2 separate regions of the Gossypium hirsutum genome follow, and region 1 is linked to region 2. Evidence: chromatin contacts called from public Hi-C data. All regions are on one chromosome and are shown on one strand. Each heading gives the region's core, a stretch centred on a gene start, on an enhancer-like site or on the middle of the called end of the contact. The rest is flanking DNA. Distances are from core to core; before and after follow the strand shown.

Region 1 (6,743 bases), core at 3,639-6,138, 320 kb after region 2:
AAGTTGTCAAGTGAAAGTATGTTTCTTGACAACCGATGTTATCGGCAAATGACACATCTCCTTTAATATGAAACTGATGCATTTCGCTAGGTTTGTTGTCACGTGCCTGTATCATAGACCCCTATTATACGATTGTGTCTATTGTTCGAAAGGTATGTTGGCGAGGTAGCTTGCATTGGTGTTGTTAATGGAGCGCAAGTTATTTAATATTTCATGGAAATGATGTTGGATGAGCTTATACCATGTCAAGAAAGGTATACCCATGAATGCAAACAATGAATGAAATATGGTTTAGCATTATTGTGAAAATAGTGGTAGCTACGTACCATGTCAATACATTGAACTCGCTCACTTTCTAAAGGCTATTTAGTTGGAGCCTACATATGTATACAATACCTATGGTGTTTGTAATCCCAAAGGCTACCATGTCGTTCAATAGTGACCAAGATTTTGAGTCCCCTATTAGATATGACACATATGTCGAGTTGTAGAAAAACTCGATGGTGCAATTAGTTAAGGAAGAAATCTCAATCATCTACCTTTTTGAAGAGAGTTATTGCAAACGCTATCGATAGAATCCTCCAATTACCATCCTGGGCAATGACTATCAACAACCGATGCTCATACCTCTCGTACAGCCAAGTGCCATCAATTTGTATCAAAGGCTTGCACTGTCGAAAAGCTTCCCTGCATTGATCAAAGGTCCAAAAGAATCGATGAAATACTCTTTTCACAGGGACCAGATGGTTGCCGAAGTACGTTGGGTGCATTTCCAAATTAGTTACAAAACTTTGTATGTACGAAGCCAGTAGCTAACATCATTACCACAAATCGTTATATGATCTATCCCAACCGTGATGCAACTTATCCATAACCTTTTGTCTTACAACTCATGCATTGTAATACGATGACTTGTAATCGTACTAGCTATGAATGTTATCAATCAACACCGGGAAAATAATATTGGAACTCGCTTTCACCATAGGTAGAATTATGTTAGATATCATGTTGGAGTCTAGCCTTGGATGATCCTAACTTACATCGGCAAAGTAAGAGTAAAAGTTATGTTATTAGCAAAAGCGAAGACCCTGGTTAGGTCACGTTAAGTCAAAAATTGAGTGATTGCATTGTGCACCTACTACAACACAAGTATGTCGACTGGTATACTTATTTAGTGCCCACAAGCTCATCTTCTAAATGATGTCATGATTTTCCATTTGCACCTCCCGTTGCGCATTGTGCACTTTCCTTCAAATTTCTCTAAACAAGATTTTGTGAACTGATAGTTCACGTCGTTCTTAAAGCTATACCGTTTCAATGCAGCAACAAAAAATCTTTACGGGGATACTCCATGCCAACTTCCAATACCCGAACATTTAACGATGAACTTGTATGGCTAGATGTTCTATGCGGGAATTATCAGAACTCTAAATCACCCTCGGTGGAGAGGTCGATGTTGGTCATGTAGGGCAGAGGTTCATATGCCCTGAATCGTGAATTTGGATTCGAAGCATTGTTCGAACCATCATCGCCTAAACTATAAGGTTCTGGCTTAGTTGGAAATTGCTCTAATTCAGAAAAAAATGCTACTTTTGAACCATTTAGACCGAACTGCCAAATTAGATTGGGGTTTGATTCTAATCCATCAGCGACATCTGTTGTTAATAGCCTCTTGGTATAACTGCTTCCACCTCAAAACATCAAACCACCAAAGTTAAAATTGAATGCATTGACTAAATGTTGTACTCGGGTGTCGAAGTTCGGGTTACGCTCATATCCCAACTAAAAATGGTCATCGAAGTTGAAATCGATGCCTGAAAAAGAAGAATATCTACTCATTGATGCTTCAGGGACATTATAATATGAGCTTTGTAACAAATCAATGAACCCACCGTACAACCATGTAGTGGAACTTTTTACTTCTGTTTTGGTTCCCACATTAGTTGTAACAGTGGTCGGAGATAGAATAGTTCCATCAATCTCGGTAAACTTGACATATAACTACATTATAACATTTCCACTTGATCAGTGCGATGATATGACTGCTTTCAGCTCGAGTTCACCTTTCATATCAAATAACTCATACTTAAAGGGGTTTATCGATGCTAGATACTACATTGCAAGCTCAAAATTCTTCTCTAGCTCAAACGTCCAACTTTTCTCCTGATTCTAGTCCGTAGCTCATGTACTTGAATGGTATGGTTGAAAGCCAATTCCACAGACTGGGCTTCTGTAAATATGACATCAATGTCCTTATTACAAATTTAATTATCGTAATAAACTACGGATTTCACTCATCGACTCATTTCAATTTAAAATGAATTAGATATTTAGAATAAAAAATTCTTCAAATTGTTATCCAAAGAAATGCAAATGGCACTAATAGTGTAACTCTTCAAAAGGGAACGAATTTGTTACATGTCTAAGTCTTGAATACCTCTGTAGTTTAATAGAAAAAAAGAACAAGGAGAGAGGGAATGCGTCTTCAAAATGTGTTTCAAGAAAGTATTTTCATCAAATAATAATAATAAAAGGCTCTTCTGTCTCGAAAACACGTTTCAGAGATCAACTAATTTCATCAAACGCATGCTTTAAAGGGTCTTAGTGTGCTTCAAAACATGCTTGAAATCTTACCCAAGATTCCTAGGGTCAGGACACTTTTAGTAGGCTTTTAATGAAAATAGTAAGAAAGCTCGCTCAGTTGGATGAGCTTTCTTACCACTACCACCACCGCCACCACTCAAAGCCTAAAAAAGTACCATGATCTCGGGAATCCCAAGTAAGATTTGAGACTCCTCTTTTAGATATTCAATGAAAATGCCTCTCCTACAATGTGTTTTCATCCACGATTTTTTTTCTTTCTAATCTCACCTCTCCCCCGCACCTACAAAAGAAGGGCTCTCCCTCTATACTCCATCATCCTTAAACCCATCATCTCTCCCAACCACCATCCCTCCACTTTAGAATATTTCGCTCTCTCAATTTTCTTCTCCACTTTATTGTTAAAAAAATTTTCGCTTATAAAATTTCCTATTTAAGGTATTCTTGAGTCATTGATGATGTGACATCACTTCGAGACACACACATTTCATATATCTTGTTGAGATGAAACCATTACCTTGGAAACTTATATTATGGAAGTCAGGTTTCGAGGTGATTTTGCTTTATATCGTGACGGGTGGAAGCCTACATAAAGGTCTCATTCGATGGTTGTTATGAGGTCATAGATCAGAATATAACAGGGGAGCTAGTTGACAGTCGTTATGCGGACATGAGCTCAAAATTTTGGATACTCGGAGATATTGCCATATAAATACCATACAAAAGTTTGAGGGCATAATCATAAGGAAAAACTATGGGGCTTCTCGCCATAATCGATATAATTCTTTTCTTCATTTCCACATAACCGGTATCTTTAACCTTCCTTCTTATCTGAAGGTCAGCACTGCTGTGGATGTAGGACTATGAGGCAGGGAGAGGCTATTTCGGTGGAGTAAAGGTGATGCTCCTTTCGAGGAGACAACGATTATCGTTATTAAACAACCCATTAATAACTACAACTTCTATTGTGCTGACCCAAGTTTGACCTCTACTTTCACTAAAACATCCACTTTCCTCTTGAGAGCTCTCTTGTCCCCACCTGGGTGTCAACATTCGGATAAGAATGAAAGGTTAAATATATCGGTTGCTTGGAAATAGATAAAATAATTACGTTGATTACACCGAAAGCCCTTTATTTTTCCCTATAAATATGACATCAATATTATGTATGGTATATATATAAGGTATCATTTTCGGTTATCCAAAATGCTTGAACCCGTGACTGCATAACGACTATCAACTAGCCTTCGATTATACTCGAACCTGTGACTGCATAATAGCTGTCGATTGGGACATTTACTTAGACTTTGACCCATGACTGTATCAAGTACTGTCACCTTGAAACTTGACTTTCATAGGATGGGTTTCTAAGGTAATGGTCTTATCCTGGCATGACATATGAAATGTATGTGTTCTAAGACACATTATCGCACCCCAACCCCTCAAATCTACCTATAAACTTTTACAGTTTCACTTCTAAAACTCTAAATACTAAACCCTAACCTTAAAAAACGAGAGGTTGAGGAAACTCTCCAAAATTTATTTATTTCCCTAAATTTTTAAAAAGTACCCTATTTAATCAATTAAAAAATTCAGCATATTTGGCTAATTTAAAGTTATTCTTGTTTTTGAGCAAAAATTTTTATAATTGATACTTGAAAAGAGCTAATTTGATTAAATTATTTTGACAAAGCAATATGAAAAGAAGTACAAACATTTTCTGTAAATTTAATTTTCGCCAAAAAAGAAACCCTAAATCATAGAGAGCTTTAGGTTTCAAAAGTAAAAAAAAGCCTCACTGTTAGTAAATTTTACTAAAAGATTAATACTACATAGCATAGTACTGTACTGTACTGCTTTCAACTTTATTATTGGCTTGCAATTTTTTAGGGAAAAAAATAAAGAAAAGGAAAAAGCTATACTATTAATACAACGTCTCCATAAAATAAAATTTATCATTATCTTTAAAAAAAACTACAAAATTCAAATGAATCAATGATGATTTAAAAGTTATCGTTTTCCCCTTAACAGTTAAACACCAATCCTACCCTCCAAAATCATGAAAAACGGTGAAAATTTTGATATTTTATTTAAAGGGTGGAAAGGATGGATACAGGAAATGGATGGTGAATCATCCATATCATGTATTTTTAATTAATAATGGTGATTGTAAAGACAAAAACAGGGGAATTTTGTCGGCTAGTGGGAGAGGGGCAACATGGGTTTCGATTTTCGACGACTTTCTAATCTAATAATCTATCAAACTCTTGTGTTTGGAATTTGCAGAAGCACAAAAATATTTAAGTGATTGAATTTAAAACCCACATTTCAACCACGGAAATGGGAAAGTATTATTATTGATAAACCAAAAACAAAATATCTACAATAAATATATAATAAACACAAGGGGAAAAATGAAGGGTTGGGTTTGTTTACCATTAGATTTTCTTTTTGAAATAAATGTATTTTTAAAAAAAATCTCTCTCCCTCCTCTTTGTTTTTTTATAGTGTTACTGTTTGAATAGAATGGAATGCTACTGCAGACTTTGTTTGCTTTTTTTTTTTTTTAATATTTAATTTTAATTTAAGGGTGGGAGTGGAAAGAAAAGAAGGGGAACCTGATGCCCCTTTTGATGTGTGAGTGGGTGGCTCTGATCTTTCCTTCACTTTCTCATCTCTCTTTCTTTCTTCCCAAACAAAAACTCTCCTCCCCAAAACTACAGCCTCACTTCAATCAAATTCTCAAAGGTAACTTCTATGCTCTAATCTTCTCTTCTGTTCTTCTACATCTATTCTGCCTGATCTTGTTTCAAACCAAACCAAACCCACCCATCTTTCTTTTCCTGCTTCCTTTCTTTTTTTTCACTCATCAACTTTCCTTCAAAAACTAATTCACTTACTAAATATATGTACATATGATTTCACCGTCTCCTCTTTTTTTCCCCCTCAGCTTCTGAGTTCCTTTCTCGCTTTTTCTGAACCCCAAGGTGAAGAAGAAGGAGAATCTAGTCCATGGGATGTATATACTAGATTTCCTTTCTGGGATCTGTTCTACTATATATTTCAGATTTGGGTTTTTCCTTTTCTTTGATTTCTCTCAACTCTTGACTACATATATCGGTTTCATGAAGCTTGGTTGGCTCGTTCTCAGCTTCAAAATTTCCCATTTATATGTATAACTCTTGCCTTTATTATGTGATTAATTATGGTTAACCCTTTTCTTTTTATGGGATTTGATCATTTGTTGAGAGTTTGGTAGTGGATGGTGTTGGCACAAAGTCTGAAAGAGGAGTACTTTGCTATTCTCTGGGTTCGCTCACATAAAATAACGCTTCCCATGGACACTTTAGGCTTTGGTTGAGCAACATCTTTACTTGCGGGTTATGTTCTTTGGTTTCCTTGATGAACCAAAACGCACATGCTTCAACTACACTCCATCCCTTTCACATAAAATAACGTTCTTTCATTGCCTTGTCTTCATCATCTTCTTGGCTTCTCTTTTATTGCAGGCTATAAATGAATGAAGATAATGAGGTTTTGAGGTTATCAGGGATACAACTAGAAAGAAATAGGATACAGTCCAAGAGGGAAGAGATCAGAGGGGGTGAAGTGTTGTTATGCTGAAGATAAGGGGCTCTACTGCTGGAGAAAGAAGCAGTATAAGTGTGGCTTGTGACTGTTGTCAAAACAGCACAAGAAGAGAGAAGCTTTTCATCAGATGTTATCCATTGAAAACCCTCCACCAGATCCCCCATGTCCCTGCCAAGTTATAGTACAGCTGAAAAGTGGTGGTGATGAGATTCAGAGGCCTCCTCATAAGCTTCCCTTGCCTGAGGTAGATCTGCTAAAGAAGCCGTCTCTTGATAATCATCATCATCGTCATCATCATCAAACCCCACTCCCTAAATTCTCCATAAGGTAATCTAGTTTTGATGTGATTTTGATTTCCTTTCTTTCCATCTACCTTTCTCTTCAGCTTAAGAATGAATAGTAACCCTGATGCTTTTTATCCCCATGGACTCTCACAGCTTATCTTTGATCTCATCTTAAGACTTCTGTTGGGTCAGATCCAGAGTTTGTATATTATCTGGTGACTCAGTTTTTACATGGGAACCTAACTATTGACACACCTCAAATCTTGT
Region 2 (6,829 bases), core at 1,693-4,192:
ATCAGACTATTTTTTATATAATATCCCTAAACTCTGGTCCCGGTCAAAGGCCAGAGGCAGATTGTTTTGGCTACAAAAGATATTGCAATGTGGTGGCCAAGTCACAATCTCTGGCGCAGAAACTGGATTATCGTGTACTGAAGGCCAACTCATTTAAATGTTGACTTAAAACAAGTCCCAACTTTCTTATAAATTTAAAAAATAAAAATAAAAATAAAAATAAAAAACCTTCATGACAGACAACAACTTATGTTGAAAAGAAATGGTAATGTCTTACTTTAGGGTGGGTGCAGTTTGCAGATTGAGAAAATTAAGATGAATGAACAGCTGGATCATTCATCGACTTTGCATTACTTGACTAAATCAACTGTTTAAATCCTTAGCATTTGGCATTGGATTTACGTTAATTCACCACTATCACATTTCCAGTCAGTGTGTGATATTCAATAAATTTAGAATTCCAATATTTTTAACATTGCCAACTTTTCTTTTTCTTTTAAATTTCTTAAGTCTTTGGGTTCTTTTGTAATTTAAAAAAAAAAAGAAAAAGAAAAAAGGAGAAACGTTTTGTGCTTTTCCATGTTTTTAGTTGAGAGGCATATGCTGAGCCAACTCCCATCTCATTTCTCATGTGATGTGAGTGAAACCTTTGAATGCGACGCAAGTTCCTTAACAACTGTGGGTTGGAGATTTATGATTATGGAACAACATTGTCTTTCATTTAGTATTCAATTTCAAAATCTCAAACAAAGCATTTCAATATGATTAAGGATTAAAAAAATATGATTTTATTGTCCAATCCAATTTGAATGTGTGCTTAATTTTATTTTTCTTTTACATTGATAATGAAGAAAAGATGAAGTAATCGAGTATAGACCTTATTAATTTGTTTCTCCTGCAACAATTTATCATAGTAGCTTCTTTTTTTTTTCCTTGGAAATGGTTGCTTGTAAGTTTTGCACTCTGCCATATACATGAAAATAGTTGCTTTTAAGTTTTGCCTTTAAATATTTTTAATTCATCCGATATTATAGCTAAAGGGGTTTATATATATATATATATATATATATATATCTTAAATGATTTTAATTTATTTAAAATTTGATGTTGAATACATTAACCCTATAAAAGTTATTAAATATGATCTCAAGATTTTAATTTAACAACAACATAATATTAAATCAACGTCATTGTCAAATCTGTAGATAAGATATTAAAAAAAAAAAAAGAGGAGGAAGAATTTCCTTGTTTCCGTCTCCTATTATCTCTCTTCAATAATCCCTAACTAAAAGGATGACTGGAGATGAAATCATTATTTTGTTTACAAGTATTTAGACTCTTCTAATTATTATTTTTAAAACTGTCTTGTATTGTAAAATTAAGCAACAAATCTTAATATCAGTATAAGTGGCTAAAGTTGATGACAATGCTTCTAGTTAAAGGAGTCTCCTACGTTTATCAACCGATTTGTTATAGATGCATTAAAATCGGCTTGAATAAATTAAAATTCTTTTTCGAATTTTGAGTTATTTAATTTTTTTTTTTTAAGTTTAAGTAATTCAGTTTCTTGAGTTCAAGTCGAGTTAATTTTACAATTAAATTAACTCGAATAATTCGAACAATTTTTTATTGGTGTAAATAATCTTTTAGTCCCTGTTAATTTCGAAAATGAGCAAATTAATTTCTCTAACAAAAAATACTGAAAAATTCAAAATAATTTTAAAAGTTTAAATATTTTAAAAAATTGAAAATTTCATAAGATTTTTTAAATATATAAAATTAAAAATTCTAAATTTAAAGAAAAAATAAAAATAATAATTTTGAGACTTAAACAAGTAAATTATCAATTCAAGTTTATCGTATTATTTTCCTTTATTTTGGTTTCAAAGAGTTCTCAAATTATATTTAAATTTATGGGCTTTAACAAGAAATATTTATATTGTTACAAGATTTTAATTTGACATGTTTATCTTTTAGTTTAACTCGAATAATTTTACTCGAATCAACTTGACTGGACTCGATTTGAAAAAAATCAAATCAAATTAGAATGATAAAATAAGACTAAATAACTCAAAAAAAAATTTGCTACAAAATTCATCCCTAAAGATAACTATTGATGTCACAAATGATGTAATTTGTTTTTAAAAAATATAATGAGATGGTAAATTAAAGACACATAAATAAAAATAGAAGGATTTAGAGTTGTAGACAAAAGTAGAGGAACATTTAGATGATATCATTGTGGATTTTATTTAATTCTGAAAATTGAAATGAAAGCAGCAGCTTGAGTTGCTTGACACTAATATTAGTTGATTAAAAAAGTAGTCCTATTATTTTAGTTACCCTAATAATTTGACACGAATTAATAAAAGAGCAGGCAGCCACCGCGTTACTGACTTTTTACTCTTTTTATTTATTTGTTTATTTCACATTTCAGAGTTGATTAATAAAATGCCAAATTCAACATCCTATGTAATATGTATACACAATAATACACAATAATTGGGTTTTAATTTTAGATTCCATCCCTTTGATAGTTTTTGCTCTTTGAGGTCAAACACAAAATATATGAGAGTTGAATTTTGGGGCAGCCATTTGGAATCCAACCAATAAGAGAGAAGGAACACATAACCCTACTCGACACAGGTAGAGGAAATTATTTACTATTTTTATAAATAATTTTGACTTTAACTCGAAAAATCCTTCTTCATATTTATTAATAAAATTGAATAACAGTATTAAACCTATAATTGACATGTAAATTAGCAATCCAATACAAATACTTCAATAATCTATAGGTATCTAAAATTAATAAATATTATCAATTGAATTAATTTGTTAATAAAATAATTAAATTAAATTTATCTGGTTTTTATAAAACCATAATTAAAGCAATCATTTGTATAATAATTAATTAAAAAGGAAAAAAACAAAAGAAAGATGAGAGAAGTGGGAAGGGATGTCTGTGTGGTTGAAGACTTGAAGCAACAATCTATAAATATATATATATATAGATATGTGTGTATGTTATTTATTACAAGAAGCAAGCACAACCTAATCAAAAATCCTAATTGATGGCAGATTTAAAGCAAAGGGGTATATATAGATTGCAACCAAAATAAGCATTTTTTTCCTACTTTCATTTCCCTTTCTCTGTCTTTCTTTCTTCCTGTCTGGTCTGGATCTTCCCTTTTGTTTAATTTGTTCAGAGTGAGAGTATACTAGTTATGAAGGTGAAGCTCATTATTTTAGTTCCATTCATGGTGTTGGTTTCCATGGTTGTAGCTCAACAACATGTTGATCAAATGCAGCATCAACACGATTCCAACTCCATCACATTAGAGTTAATACATAGGCATGCTCCTCAGTTCACCAACAACAATCCTATAACTCAGCACCAACGCCTGGTCGACCTTCTCTACCATGACATTATCCGCCACGGTATCATGTCCCACCGAAGACGAGCCAAAGAAGAGGATCCACTCACTGCATCCATTAAAATGCCGCTTGCCTCGGGTAGAGATTTCGGGATAGGCCAATACATTACGTCGTTCAAAGTGGGGACACCGTCGCAGAAGTTCTGGTTGATAGTCGACACGGGAAGTGATTTGACGTGGATCCGGTGTCGATACCGATGTTCGAGAGGGGATCGTAGTTGTACCAGCAAAGGGAGGATAAACCGAAAGAGGGTGTTCCATGCTCCATTATCTTCATCCTTTAGCCCAGTTCCTTGCTTTTCAGAGATGTGTAAAGTTGAGCTCATGAATCTCTTCTCTCTCACAACATGCCCTACTCCAATTACGCCTTGCGCCTATGATTACAGGTACGTATATTAGATTTAGTATTTAGATTTGGACACAACTTCTAAATGGAGTTACGACACATTGTTGGTAAATAATTGACCTCACCTCTCCTCTGCTTATGATTTTGTTTATTTCCGCCCAATGTCCAAGACACGTATCTCCACAATAGGTGGAGTTGAGTTAAATAACCTAACCCTAAAATTGGGCATTAAAGTTAGAGCTGCTTGGGAGGTAAATGCTGTTGGGATAGCTGCTAAGGCTCACTGATATTTATGTCAATTGCTTCTTTTGTAGTTTGGCTTTAAATGCACTAAACCAACCTCCAGACAATTGAAGCCCCAGAGTTGGCTTTTAAATTCACTACTTGTCCATATAGTAAATATTGATTCAGAAATTATGATTTGCAGCACGTTTTTAGTTGAATTATATATCTATTACACAAAAATAAAGATTTGTAAATCGGAGAATAAATGGTGTCAGCCATAGTTACCAGATGAGGCTGGGTAGTGCAGATACAATACCCCATATTGCTATCTTAACTACATCCAACACAAAGATATTAGTGGTAGTTATTATTAGTAGGTAAGGTTCACATGACCCAATATTTTTTTGGTACCAAAACCGGACATTGAAGTCCTGTAAGAGTGGGGCCCTATTTTGGGAAAGCCAGCAATTCCTAGTGGTGATGGTGAAATGTGTCTGATTTTCCTAGTGGTAGGGTTATTGACAAAAAATATAAAAATTATTTTTATAAAAATGAAAATTAATACTTCAATTTGGATTGGTTTGATGGTCAATTCGATTATTTTTTGAGAAACAGGTATTCAGATGGGTCAGCTGCAATGGGAGTGTTTGCTAACGAGACCGTCAGTGCTGGCCTTACCAATGGTAGAAAAACCAGACTCCATAATGTGCTAATAGGGTGCACTGACTCTTTCCAAGGCCCAACTTTGCAAAACGTAGATGGTATCATGGGATTAGCCAATACCAAGTATTCTTTCGCAACCAATGCTGCCGCCACATTCGGTGGCAAATTCTCTTATTGCCTCGTTGATCACTTGAGCCATTTAAATGCCACCAACTACATCATCTTCGGCACTAACCGAAACCAAGTCAAAGTGTCTGGCAATACTCGCCACACCAACCTCGAACTTGATGCCATCCCTTCATTTTATGCTGTAAATGTGATAGGAATCTCTGTTGGGAACAAAATGTTGGAAATACCGATGCAAGTGTGGGATGCAAGTGAAGGTGGTGGAACAATCATCGACTCCGGCACTAGCCTAACGTTTCTAGCTGATCCAGCGTACCAGGCAGTGATGGAAGCCCTTAAGGTGTCGGTTTCAAAATACCAGAGGGTGAAGTTGGATGGGGTACCGATGGAGTATTGCTTCAACTCTACGGGTTTCAACGGGAGTTTGGTGCCAAAATTGATCATTCACTTCGATGATGGAGCTCGGTTTGAACCACACTGGAATAGCTACGTCATTGCTGCTGCTGCTGAAGTTAGGTGCCTCGGGTTTTTGCCTGCACGTTTCCCTGCACTTTCTGTTATTGGAAACATTATGCAACAAAATTATTTGTGGGAATTTGATTTGAAAGGGAAAAGGTTGGTTTTTGCTCCATCTTCTTGCAACAGTAGCTAGTACTTGGTGTTTCAACACTTCCACTCCCATTTTGTTGTTAATAATTCTTTGTAATTCCTCACATTTTTCTTCTATTCACTCCTTTGGTTTCTCTCTTCCCCTTGTACTCATCAAATGTTTTTTGTTTGTTTGTTTGTTTGTGTCTGTTTACACTTTAATGAAATTCTTTGTTACACTGCTGCTTTCCTCTTCGCATTGAAACAGTTACTGATTTAAATTACTGGAACATTTGATATTGAAATGACCTTAAACGCCTAAATTCAATTGATTCTAATAGGCAGGCAAGGCAAAATTTGAGGCGACTGTAGTTTTTTTTGTCTATAAATGACAAAATATGCAGGCAAGGTAAGGCCAGTCACCACTTTCATTCATCTCTAGGAAGTTTAAATATCCCTATTAATACCATACTAGTACTTCAAATCATATTACCTTATTTAAGAAGCTTTAAAACACTGCAAACACAAACAGCATCACCATTCTCCCCAACAAAAATCCAACTTACTAATAAACAATACCCACATTCAAATGAAAGCAGTCCGTCCACCTCTTCGACTATGCCTATCATAAGCAGTGTTGAATTTGTCGACTAGCTCATTCATTGTGCTGCAAGAGTACACGTCAACGCCATTGTCACCATCACCATAATAATACATAATACTGAATCATTTTAGCCAAAATAGGCATATTATGTAAACAAAAGTAAACATAATCCTTACCTTGAGCAGTTAGTGAACATTGCAAGATAAGTAATCAATAATGTGTCGTTGTATTCCTGTGAATAGGTTATGAAAAGTGAGAAAAAGAAAAGCATGAAAGTGACCAAAAGGATGAAAATGCAGCTTAATCATTTGCTTCGCCAGATTAAAAAATTGATAGGCAATTCCTCAAAAGGAGGGTCACTAAATCCAAAGAACACAAATGATTGAAGTAGGCAACAATCATGCCCATACCAATACACTTAAGTAGATTATGTGAATTTTGAACTGTCAAGATCCACACCAGTTTTATTTCCAAGATACCCTTGCTGACTAGCATGACATATCTTTCCATTTTCACTGTCGCAACAGAACAATTAACATACAACAAACATCTTCTACAAATCTGCTAACAAGCTGCTATGAACTACAAGTTTTAGAAGACCCTATTACCATAACATAACCGAATGTTCTACCAACTTTCTGGAGGTAGGTTGGATTTTCAAATCTTTACATATGGAATTTAGGTAGCCGCAAGAAATGGTACTCTGGCACTAATAAGTTGAGAGGATGGTTGCCCATTTTGAAATACCACACTTTTGAAGGCGTCAATCGCAGTTATGCTAGAAAAACCAAATCATGCCCACAAGAACAGAAAACATCTCTACCTTCTTATGGTTAGCTA

What was found. Hi-C and Micro-C count contacts between places; a contact is called where the count stands out from the background.
Region 1: a contact with region 2 is called in a Hi-C map of leaf, with 2.4 times the contacts expected there. The contact joins the promoter of LOC107951365 here to the promoter of LOC107893550 in region 2. A contact is called at or near these places in 2 of 34 Hi-C or Micro-C datasets (leaf and petal).

Annotation. Positions count from the first base shown.
Region 1 is chrA13:91,261,279-91,268,021 of Gossypium_hirsutum_v2.1, forward strand. LOC107951365 reads left to right here and starts at 4,889. Exons shown (of 4, transcript XM_041085206.1): 1 at 4,889-5,349; 2 at 6,111-6,519. The coding sequence starts at 6,320.
Region 2 is chrA13:90,942,306-90,949,134 of Gossypium_hirsutum_v2.1, forward strand. LOC107893550 (aspartic proteinase NANA, chloroplast) reads left to right here and starts at 2,943. Exons shown (of 2, transcript XM_016818582.2): 1 at 2,943-3,823; 2 at 4,624-5,624. The coding sequence starts at 3,228. The coding sequence ends at 5,449. It overlaps LOC107893549 (UPF0678 fatty acid-binding protein-like protein At1g79260), which reads left to right. Exons shown (of 3, transcript XM_016818580.2): 3 at 1-238. It overlaps LOC107893551 (COP9 signalosome complex subunit 6a), which reads right to left. Exons shown (of 9, transcript XM_041085203.1): 8 at 6,166-6,221; 9 at 5,785-6,052. The coding sequence ends at 5,971.